Linked DNA regions of Mus musculus: all the other regions are linked to region 2. A link is a contact called in public HiChIP or PLAC-seq data. All regions are on one chromosome and are shown on one strand. Each heading gives the region's core, a stretch centred on a gene start, on an enhancer-like site or on the middle of the called end of the contact. The rest is flanking DNA. Distances are from core to core; before and after follow the strand shown.

The links. HiChIP or PLAC-seq counts read pairs in DNA pulled down with a chosen protein or histone mark.
Region 1: a contact with region 2 is called in an H3K27ac HiChIP or PLAC-seq map of embryonic stem cells, with 6 read pairs. The contact joins two enhancer-like sites. A contact is called at or near these places in 7 of 484 Hi-C or Micro-C datasets (bone marrow-derived macrophages, brain, cerebellar granule neurons and 2 more), 4 of 115 datasets of contacts at active chromatin or transcription factors (CD8 T cells, acute myeloid leukemia, bone marrow-derived macrophages and 1 more) and 1 of 9 other capture datasets (embryonic stem cells).
Region 3: a contact with region 2 is called in an H3K27ac HiChIP or PLAC-seq map of embryonic stem cells, with 4 times the contacts expected there. The contact joins two enhancer-like sites. A contact is called at or near these places in 2 of 484 Hi-C or Micro-C datasets (bone marrow-derived macrophages and granulosa cells), 7 of 115 datasets of contacts at active chromatin or transcription factors (bone marrow-derived macrophages, embryonic basal ganglia, embryonic stem cells and 1 more) and 1 of 9 other capture datasets (embryonic stem cells).

Annotation. Positions count from the first base shown.
Region 1 is chr13:44,676,940-44,680,553 of GRCm38.p6, forward strand. No RefSeq gene overlaps it. Among named protein-coding and RNA genes, the nearest start is that of Gm40931, 42 kb to the left of the region's middle. Within about 2 kb of position 1,507, at least 15 of the 459 cell types and tissues checked have an H3K27ac peak or open chromatin away from gene starts, as enhancers often do. A contact at or near this core is called in embryonic stem cells, where this site is marked.
Region 2 is chr13:44,407,636-44,410,992 of GRCm38.p6, forward strand. No RefSeq gene overlaps it. Among named protein-coding and RNA genes, the nearest start is that of Gm33958, 9.2 kb to the left of the region's middle. Within about 2 kb of position 1,931, at least 70 of the 459 cell types and tissues checked have an H3K27ac peak or open chromatin away from gene starts, as enhancers often do. A contact at or near this core is called in embryonic stem cells and kidney, where this site is marked.
Region 3 is chr13:44,703,975-44,707,440 of GRCm38.p6, forward strand. No RefSeq gene overlaps it. Among named protein-coding and RNA genes, the nearest start is that of Jarid2, 26 kb to the right of the region's middle. Within about 2 kb of position 1,322, at least 29 of the 459 cell types and tissues checked have an H3K27ac peak or open chromatin away from gene starts, as enhancers often do. A contact at or near this core is called in embryonic stem cells and kidney, where this site is marked.

The sequences.
Region 1 (3,614 bases), core at 257-2,756, 270 kb after region 2:
ACAAACCCTTCCTTCTTCTTTATCTGCATGTAATGAGATGTCAGTTGTATCCAGTAAGCCTGACTCCAAGTTCAATTGAACATGATAAACATGCAGAGTATGTGGAGGATGTGGCTCCTCCACCAGAGAACGCAGTCCACCTGCTCCTAGTTTTTCTGTGTGTCTGTCCGTTTGTCCTTTTATCATTCTCTCAGGTGCCCAGTCAGGTCCATTCCTGGAGCCATGCAAAGACATGATACCTTCCCTCCCCACCTCCAACCCCAGACTGCTCTCAGGCTATTTACTCTACTCCTTCTTCCTCTGCCTTCCAAGTGTGAGCATCACAGATGTGAGCCACCATGTCTGGTGCTCTTTCTTTCCTTTTCATATAGTTCCTTTCACTATTCAATACACAGAATCTTTCCTTTAAAAAAAAAAAGACTTATTTATTTTATTTATATGAGTACACTGTAGTTGTCTCCCGACACACACCAGAACAGGGCATCGGATCCCATTACAGTTGGTTGTGAGCCACCATGTGGTTGTGGTTGCTAGGAACTGAACTCAGGACCTCTGGAAGAGCAGTCAGTTCCACAGAATCTTTTTTAGGAAACACAATTTTGTGGAAGTTTTAAAAGGAAGTATGAGTCACAGAGAGAGAGAGAGAGACAGAGAGAGGGAGAGAGAAAGTTTGTGTGTGTGTGTGTGTGTGTGTGTGTGTGCTCACGCGCACGTGTTGTGTCTCCTGTAAGAAAGAATGTGTTTGAGGGTGAACAGCCTATGCATTTAGGGGAACAGAAGTCCACACAACACCAGATGCCGTCTTCTCTCTCATCTTTCCATAAACAAACAAAAACAGCTGGGATTAAAGGCATGTGCCAGACTTATTGTTATTTTTTAAGGTTTATTTTATTTTTAATTATGTTTATTTCTACATGAGTGCAGTTCCCTGAGGATGCTAAAAGAGGGGTGTGAAGTCCCCTGGAGCTAGAATTACAGTTGGGAACTGCCCAACTTGGGAGTTGGGAATTGTCTTCTGTGAGAGCAGGACTTGCTCTTAATCCTTGATCCATCTCCAGACCTATCAACTACTTCTCAGCCCTGGTTATTCCTCCAAGGCACCCAGCTTTCTTGGTGGTGGGGAAACAGAATCTCATAATGTAGCCCTGGTTGCCCTGGAACTCTTTCTGAAGACCATACTGGCCTTGAACTCAGAGTTAGGTGTGGAGAACTTTGTGGGCTGAGGCTAGGAATTTGACCTTGGGCCAGGACGAGGAAGTAAGTAGGCTCAGGCAAGAATTTGACTTTGGGCTAGGACAAGGAAGTAGACTCCAGATCTTGATGATCTTGATAAGTTCCGGAATACCTAGGGACTTGGTTTATTGCCTTATTCCTTGACCTAGAACTGACCTTATTCTTTGCATGTACTTAGAAAGTCATAAAAGCAGGCTGGAGAAAGATAAACCCGCTCCAGCCTCAGCAGTGGCTGGAGTCATGCTGTCCAATTGTCTTTTTCTTTTCAACCCTTGCTCCCTCCCTTGAGACCTGGTTGGCTGACTGAGCTGACTTGGTCAGACAAGAATGCCTCAGATTTTAGTCTTGCTGAGATTAAAATCAAACCCTCACACCCAGCATTTTCCTGGGTGTTGGAGATCTGAACTCAGGTTGTAAAGCTTACTCAACAAGTCCTTTCTTTACCTAATGAGCCACCTCCCCAGCCTCCTAGGAAAGGTTTTTTTCTTTTTTGCAAGCAAATACTCTGTACTTATAAATGCCACATTTGTTTCTTCAAGGTTGTCTATAAACAAATCTGGCAATTTCTTTTCTTTCTTTTTTTTAATGTATCTTTATTTAATGTGCATTGGTGTTTTACCTTCATGAACGGCTGTGTGAGGGTGTCAGATTTTGGAGTTACTAGGAGGTGTAAGCTGCTATGTGGGTGCTGGTAGTTGAAGCCGGGTCCTCTGGAAGAGTAGTCAGTGCTCTTAACCACTGAACCATCTCCGGGCCAGCGATTTCTTTCTTTTTTTGGTTTTTCGAGACAGGGTTTCTCTGTGTAACCCTGGCTGTCCTGGAACTCACTCTGTAGACCAGGCTGGCCTGGAACTCAGAAATTTGCCTGCCTCTGCCTCCCAAGTGCTGGGATTAAAGAAGTGTACCACCACTGCCTGGCACAATTTCTTTTTCTGTAATAAAAAAATAAAAAAAATAAAAGTTTTTTTTCTTCTGCTTTGACCCGTCCAGCAGGTCCAGTTATTCAAGGGTCTCGAGGGGACCTTCTCCTAAGAACCAAATGGGGGGTAGAGAGAGACGAGGGTCTTGTGCGAATAACGACACGGAAACGTCCTGAATTGTGTCAGACCCCAAATATATTAGCCAGGCCGAGGTTTAAATGCACAAGCAAAAGGGGAAGTGCCTTTCAGCAGGAGGAATGGGGCAGAGGAAATGCACCTCAGCAGGAGGGATGGGGCAGCGGAAAATTTTCTTTTGGCGACTACAAGGGGAAGCAGGAACTTGGCGGTATCAGGGTACATCTTGAGGTCAGGACATCCAGAGCTGACTTAGGGCTGGAACAATCTGTGGTTGTTCTTGGAGCGGTGTGTCCGGTGGCCTGCTTTTGACCCCCTTTTCTTCTGGGGGGGGGGGGAGAGGCCCAATTCAGAGATCAGGACAATTGTGTTGTCTTAATAGCTCCCAACACTGCTTCTTTGTTGCTGTTGTTTGGTTTTTTTTTTTTTCCTTCCTTCCTTCCCTCTTCCTTTGTTTTAGAGAAAGGGTCCTTGGAACTTGCCATATACAAAAGACTTCCCTCAAAGCTATAGAAACCCACCTTCCAGCCGGGCGTGGTGGCGCATGCCTTTAATCCCAGCACTTGGGAGGCAGAGGCAGGCGGATTTCTGAGTTCGAGGCCAGCCTGGTCTACAAAGTGAGTTCCAGGACAGCCAGGGCTACACAGAGAAATCCTGTCTCGAAAAACCAAAAAAAAAAAAAAAAAAAGAAAAGAAAGAAACCCACCTTCCTCTGTCTCCTGAGTGTTAGGAATAAGTAAAGGTATATACCACCATGCTCAGCTTTAATTTTTTTTTTAATATTTCTTTATCTTGTGTGTAGATAGATGTGTTCTGGTGTACATGTGGGCCTGCCTAGGCACACGTAGATGTCAGAGGACAACTTGAAGGAATACTTCTCTTTTTGTACAACTTTGTGGGTGATCCCAAATACCAACACACCTTTACCTGCTGAGCCATCCACCCATTTTTACTTCTTCCTTTTCCACACCTCTCTTTAAAAAGACAAAACATTATTCACACAAACATCTCTTAGTAACACTTTCCAGCCAGAGGAGCTCTGTAGGCTACAAAGTCTGTCGTGATTAACCTTCCTTGAATAAAACTTTAGGGACCTGCTTTGAACCCACAAAAGAAATTAAATGCACAGTTAAGGCTGATTTTCATCATCAAGATGCGTCAGGGAATTGTTCTTAAAGCCGTCTCCTGCTGCCTTCATTAAAGTCTTGATCTCCTGTTTCAAATTTATATTCCTTTGTGGGTTTAAGGCAGATATTGGATATCCTTTTAATCTATATTTATTAGGCAAGCGATTGATGAATCTGATTCCATCACAAATCCATGCAC
Region 2 (3,357 bases), core at 681-3,180:
TAACCTCAATCGCCAAACTGGCAGGGAGGTCCTTATATAATTCTTGCCAGAGCAGTGTCAGGCAAGGGATTGAGGCAAAATGAGTAGTTTTGCAGTCAAATCATTAAAACAGCTTGTTTCATTGCAGAATCTGTGAAGGGGCACACACATGGGAGATACCCTCTCCTCTTATGCCTAAAAGTGGTGTCAGGAAAGTGGCGGAATCTCTCTCTGACAGAGTGATTGCTGACCAGTGAACAGACAACAGGAGCTCAGGATACGGGGTAATTAGCATTGTTTGAGGGAAGCAAGGAGATGACATAGACTGTGGCGCCAGAACTTCAGAAAACGACACAGTTCATGCCTCAGGATTATTTTCCTTTGAAAAATAACCATCGTTGCTCAGAATCAGACATAACACAGGATCTGCCTGGCTCCATTTTTTGCTTGTGATTCTGACTGGAGCAAAGACCAAACAAAGAATTTTCCTAGAGAGCAGGGGAGACAGAAACACCTAGAAACCTGCTCTCAAAGCAGCCTTTCTTGTTCCGCTGCAGACCACCATGGACGTTATGCAGCATTCTACCTTTCTGCATCCATATTGAGTATGATCAACAGCAGTTGATACCTAAGGTTGCCTCAAAGATAAATAAATAAATAAACAAAAATATGAGAAAGAGGCAATGGACACAAAAAGAATATAATAGGTCAGACCCAACTGTTATTAAACAGAACACATCAAAACAAAAAATGAGAAACCATTTGGGTTTCTTAATAACTGGCCTTTTCTAGCCAAGGACAAAGAAAGGGTTCTAGTTGGCTGGGGAAGTCAGTACCTTTTGAAAGTCTGGAGAGATCTTGCACTAGGGGAAAGCAGTGTAGATATGCAAATGTTCCATTCAAATGCAGCCTGAATATGAGGTAATTCAGTGGACAGAACTACTTTCAAGCCCCCTCTCCAGCTTAGAACTGGTCCAGACCTAACATAGCTTTATCTCCCACAGCCCACACCAAGATAATTCAAGTTGAAAGTCCATTGACAGCGCTTAGGTAGGAGAGCTTGTGGGTTCTGAAGTCTGGAATTCTCATGTAAGACTGTACGCTCTGAGACTGGAGCTCCTGGGTGGTCTCTGCGCTCCCGATGAGACTAATGGACCGATTATGCCATCCCAGAAGTTCTCCCAGTGCATCCTTTATCTTCCTTTTCCTTAGGAGTAGTTCAGAGCTTTCTTCCCCGAAGTGACCTCTGGCAGCCTCTGTGCTGATATCAACTCACATTCCCAGTGAGTGAAAGGATTAACTCAAGGTCACCAAGCAGATAGAAGGTTGAGGCTTGGGTAACACTAATGACTAACCTTGTGTGTCTTATCATTCATGGTCCTATTTATCTCAACCTGTGGATTCCTAGGATATTGCACGCGCGCGCACACACACACACACACACACACACACACACAAAGCCAAACAGGCCCTTCCTGAGAGCATTCAAGGTTGTCCCTGGTGGAGTTCACTCATCTGGAATTATCAAAGGATCTAGCACAGTGGTTAAGATTTAAAAAAAAAAAGTCCCAAGTCTAACAGCTCAGGTTTCTAACCAGGCACCCACTGGATTCCTGGAACCGTGTGGTTGGGAAACTATATATAAACTTCGGAGTTACTGCCTCTCAGGAATGTGAAATCCCATCAACCTCAGCTTTTGGCTAACCCCAAACCTCAGGGATTAAGTCCCCATGGACACACAGGTGTACTTTGCTCCAAAGAGCCCTTCAAAACCTCACCAGAGTTCTCAGCTCTCTTTGGAAATTAACAACCCCGGGTCCAGCGCCCACCGCTCAATTTAGCAATCAGTTTGTGCCTGTAGAAATGCAAACAAGACAGACTCCTGCTCCTCCCGGGCCAAGCTCCGGGCTAGAGAGCCACTGCCAGGCGGCTCCCAGGGGAGATTTCAAGAGGACTTTGCTCAGGTTTGGCATATGCTTCCTGTCCAGACCAGAACAGAGAGTTCCCATCTAGCAGCTGTGAACTCTGACTCACCTGCCTGCAGGAGAATTTCTCCATGTGACAGAGTATTTAACAAGGGCCTAAGGAGCAGGCGTGTTCTGCCGGAGTCTCTGAAGCAAGAGGACAGCTGTGCTCGGGAAGGAGCAGGCGTTGAAGATAGGAGTCTGTGCTAATCTGGAGCTCCCATCTTCTATTGTCTTCTCCCCCCTCACCCTCAGACAAACCCCAGGGTCTGGTGCTCAATTTCTCTTGAGCTAGGGTCCCTAGAGGTGGTCACACCCATACTCACTTTGTGCACTGCCTGTAGGTGTTCACATTCACTGTCCTTTCTGTTGCTTTTAAAAACCATTTACTGTATCTAGGGCTTGGCTTTTGCCGGCAGCCAATGTCACCTTGGTTGTATATACGCACGCTTGAGGTACATTTGTGAATCACTCAGCCATCACCAAAGAAACGTCTTCTCGTGGTAAATGGGACTTAACAGAGAGATCCACCACTGGACAAGGCGCAGAGGATGAGAGACTTTGGAGCACCCAGTCCTACATGGTATGCTCTATCAAACCCTTTCCCTCCACGCTCGGGGATCAACGCGGAAGAGGAACAGAAAGATTTTAAGAGCCAAAGGTAGAGGAAGACTCTAAAGAAACAGTGTCTGCCAGACGCAACAGGACCAATAGGAACTCACAGAGACTGTGGCAGAAGACCCAAAACCTGCACGTGTTCAAATCAGACAAAATGGCCGCCCTGAGAGCAGAAGTGGACACAGGGTCCCACCTCTAACTGAGAAGCTCTTTGTAACTGAGAACTCCTGGGAGAGGGGAAATCTGCTTGCTACAGTGGAGTGGCCCTGGGTTTATCAACCACACTCAGACAGGCTCTATGCCCAGGAAGCAGTTGGCCAACACAAAACAGACTCCATGTTGTTGGTTTGGGGGTGGCAGGGGGAGCTTCTTGCTTTCTTTTGTTCTGTCTTTTTGCCCCCCCCCCCGCCACGCCCTTTGTTTTAATTTTGTTGAGAGAGAGAGTAAGAAGGAGAGAAGGGAGGGAGGGAGAGAGAAGCTGTGAGCTAGTTAGGGGAGGGGGAAAGACATGATACATTATGAAAAAAAGCAATTCCTTTAAGTGCCCATGAGACCTTGTGGGTAAAAGGCTCCCATAGAACTAAGAAAGAATGCAGGGAGGTGGCAGATACTGTGCAATCCCTTGGGCTCAGAGGCTGTGGAGTGGCTGTACCACCCATAGAGTCACTTGGAATCTCAGTAGCACTCAGAACAGAATGGGTGATAGAACCCTAGAGCCCAGTGGCCAAAGGGAACCAATCCCATTTCAACGTCTGCCCTTATGAAATAAGCAGTTGCTTGAAGACTCTTACAAAAT
Region 3 (3,466 bases), core at 72-2,571, 300 kb after region 2:
CCCAAACCTGAAATCCTTCCAGTTTATATGTGCTTTGAGCGTATGTAGATCTTTATTTTCTCTTTCATGCAATGAATCATAATTAATAATGGCCAGAGGGTGAGGAATTACAGTCATGCCTTATTACTAAAGATGAGTCTTCACCCTTAACTTCGCCGATGATGACGGTGGTGAGGAAGCATTTCGTCAATCGGAGGCGCAGGTTTTCCACCCCGCATCTCCAGAGAAGGGCCAGCGCAAGGCAGCTGAGAGTGCAGAGGAGGGGTGGCTGTTAGTCACTGTGTCGTGCTCCTGCACCCCCACTGAACTGGTGATTCAACTTCTGAGTTCAGAAATCTTTCCTTTTCTAGTTTGTTTTGCAATTTGAGATGGGGTGTGTTTGTGTGTGGGGGTAGTGTCTCATCTGACATGTGATGGTCTTGAACTTGTGTAGCTGAGATTGACTTCCAATTCTTGACCCTATCCATTGTGTTTTATAAGAAAGGGAGGAGGGGGATTGGAGAAGAGACAGAGAGGAGAGAAGGAAGGAGGATAAATGAGGGAGGAGGGAGCAAGCAGCCCTTTTTATAGTCAGGCATTCCCGGCTGTTGCCAGGTAACTGTGGGGCGGAGCCTAGATAACACTATCACGTCCACCTCTCACCTTACAGACCTGTACCATCATGGTTGCCTTGGCCTGAGAAGAAATCTGCTTAACATGCTATAGAGATGCACAAATCAATATAAGGTATTTGCGTAGGGAAGTGGGTAGGAGGTTGAGACGTTGGAAGGAGCAAGTGGGTGAGGTGGAGTAAATTAAAACCTGGGGGGCGGGGACTGGGAAGGGGGCAGCAATCGGATGTAAAGTGAATAAATATATAGATAATGAAACGAGGCTAAAAGGAGGGATGCACTGAGTTCTTTGCTATCCTGGGCTAACAAAACATAGATAAGATACATCTTAAAAATTAAAAACACATGGGCTGAAGAGATGGCTCGGTGGTTAAGAGCACCGACTGCTCTTTCGAAGGTCCTGAGTTCAAATCCCAGCAACCACATGGTGGCTCACAACCATCCGTAATGAGATCTGACACCCTCTTCTGGTGCATCTGAAGACAGTTACAGTGTACTTAGATATAATAATAAATAAATCTTTAAAAAATGTAAAAACACATACCGTGAATTTCAAAGCATGGGAAGGGAAAGAAATATTCCTTGCTCAGAAAAAGACAGATGCAGGAAAAGGAAATGTGGGGGTGGGGCGAGATCGAGTCAGCAATTTCTCCTACCACTGACTGTGGCCTCCTACTCTTCCTTTTGGTTTGAGAACTTGAGTCTTCGTCCCCACAAGTGCTAATGAGGCCTATTCTTTCGAGGGAGTCAGGCTCCGCCTGGCTCCTTTCCTAACCGGGAGCGGTGGATTGTTAAATCTAATAAGCATATGCACATTTGTCCCAAGAACAAATAGCTGTGACCTGCAAGGAAAATAAAATATTAAGTGCTTAACATCTTACTATAAAGAGCTGTGTAACGTCAACTCTGGTGGGATTCGATAGTCTATCGCTTGATTCCCTTTCAACTCTTTGCCCTTGGAGAATTTTGTTTGGCTTCTTCCTCTCCATCACCCACCCCGCTAAAAGGGACCTTAGAGGAGGATCCCGAAACCAACCTCCTTTCTCTCTTTAATCACCGCTATCCAAATGGTAAGTGCCTTTATTTGCATTTGAAGGAAAAATTCAAAGAATTGTATTGGAATGAGGAAGTCCCAAACATCCTGACCTTACAAAGGCCAAGGAAGGCAAAGTCCAGGGACCACAGACTGAAAAACAAGGCAAAAGTGAATATGGGAAAACAAACAAGCCAAACAACAACAACCAATGGCCGGCCGGCTGCTCAGTCTTCCTGTCTGGCTTGACCTTTTGGAAAGTGGAGACTAGGTGTCAAGTGGCCTCCAGTCTCCACTTCCCATGTGCTAAGATCACCTGTGTGCGCGCCTTTTGGAGTCTCCTTGTAGCCGGCCGGCTAACCTTACAGCCACCAAGTCTGGTTTTTAGAGTAACAGTGCTCCCCCCCCCCCATCCCCGTCCCCAAATCCAAAACATTTCCCTCCACAGCCTCGGAAAGGCTGGATGACTGGTGAACACTCCACTGCCCCACTCACAGCTCACAAATAATTTCTTGGTCCCTTCTGTCTGCTGATTGTAGGAGAATATGCAAGACACTAGAGGACGAACCAATAATCCGGCAAGGAAGCAGATGCACAGGATACTATAATAGAGCGCCTGAATCTTAGAATGAGCCTGACATGTACATTGCAGAAACTAGCTGGTTTCAGAATGGATTGGGCCTGGAGGTGGTGGAGTATAAGCTTTTAATCTCATTTCTCTGGAGCCAGAGACAGGCTGATACCAAGGAGTTTGAGGCTGGCCTCATCTACATAGCCAGTTCCAGGCCAGGGTAACCAAGAGAGACCTGGGGGTGGGGTGGAGGGTGGGGAAGGAGGGAGGAAGAAACCTCAGATGGGATTGAGGTAAAGTATGAATGGTCAAAACTGAGAGTAAGAGGTTAGAGGTGAGGGGGGTCTGGAAGGAGCTGGGGGGTCGGGAGTGAACATGATCAAAGTTTTAAAATTTGCAAAAAATAAAATTTAAAAAAAACACAAAAAAGAAGAGTGTCTGCTGGGGGAGGGGGTGTGCACACCTTTAATCCCACCCAGTACTTGAGAGGCAGAGGGAGTAGATTTTCTGTAAATTCAAGGCCAGCAAGGAGATTCTGTGAGATCCTGTCTCAAAAGGCACACGAGCTCGAGAGCGCGCGCGCACACACACACACTCACACACACACACACACACACACACACACACGTTTGGTTTTTTGTTTTTTGTTTTAAATACCAAGTTAATACCCACACAAAGAAAGTACAGACTGTACCACTGTGTAGCCAAGCAGAAACTCGGTGGCTGAAAGCATCAGCAGCCATTTATTGTTCATGATTATGCAATGGGGCAGGGACGGCTCTTCTTCCCCCCACGCAGGGTGAGTTAAGTGTCCTGACAGGAATGAGGGAGTCTGGGTTTAGGATATTCCTTAGTACCCCACTCACTTGTCTGGTGCCTTAGTGATTATAACTACTGTCTGGGGGGCGCTGGTTGGTTCTTCCCTCTCCTCATGTGACTTCGTATTAGGCAGTAAATCCACCAGAACTTGCACACAAAGAGGGAAACAGACACTGGATCTCTTACGGCCTGGACTTGGAGGTCCCAGAATGTCACTTCCACAGGTTCTGTGGATAAAAGCAAATTACAGGCCCAGGGTCAAAAGCAAGGCCCACAGACTGCACCTGTCTCCAGGGAGAGTCGCCTGCCCTGCCGCAGTCGCTTTGGCAGGCACACAAGCAGACAAGAGCAGTCTTTCTTCTCTGTAGAAAAGGGAAGGCAGCTGCTAGGCAGAAGCAAGGGTGCAGAAAGAACAGATTTGGAGGGCACTCC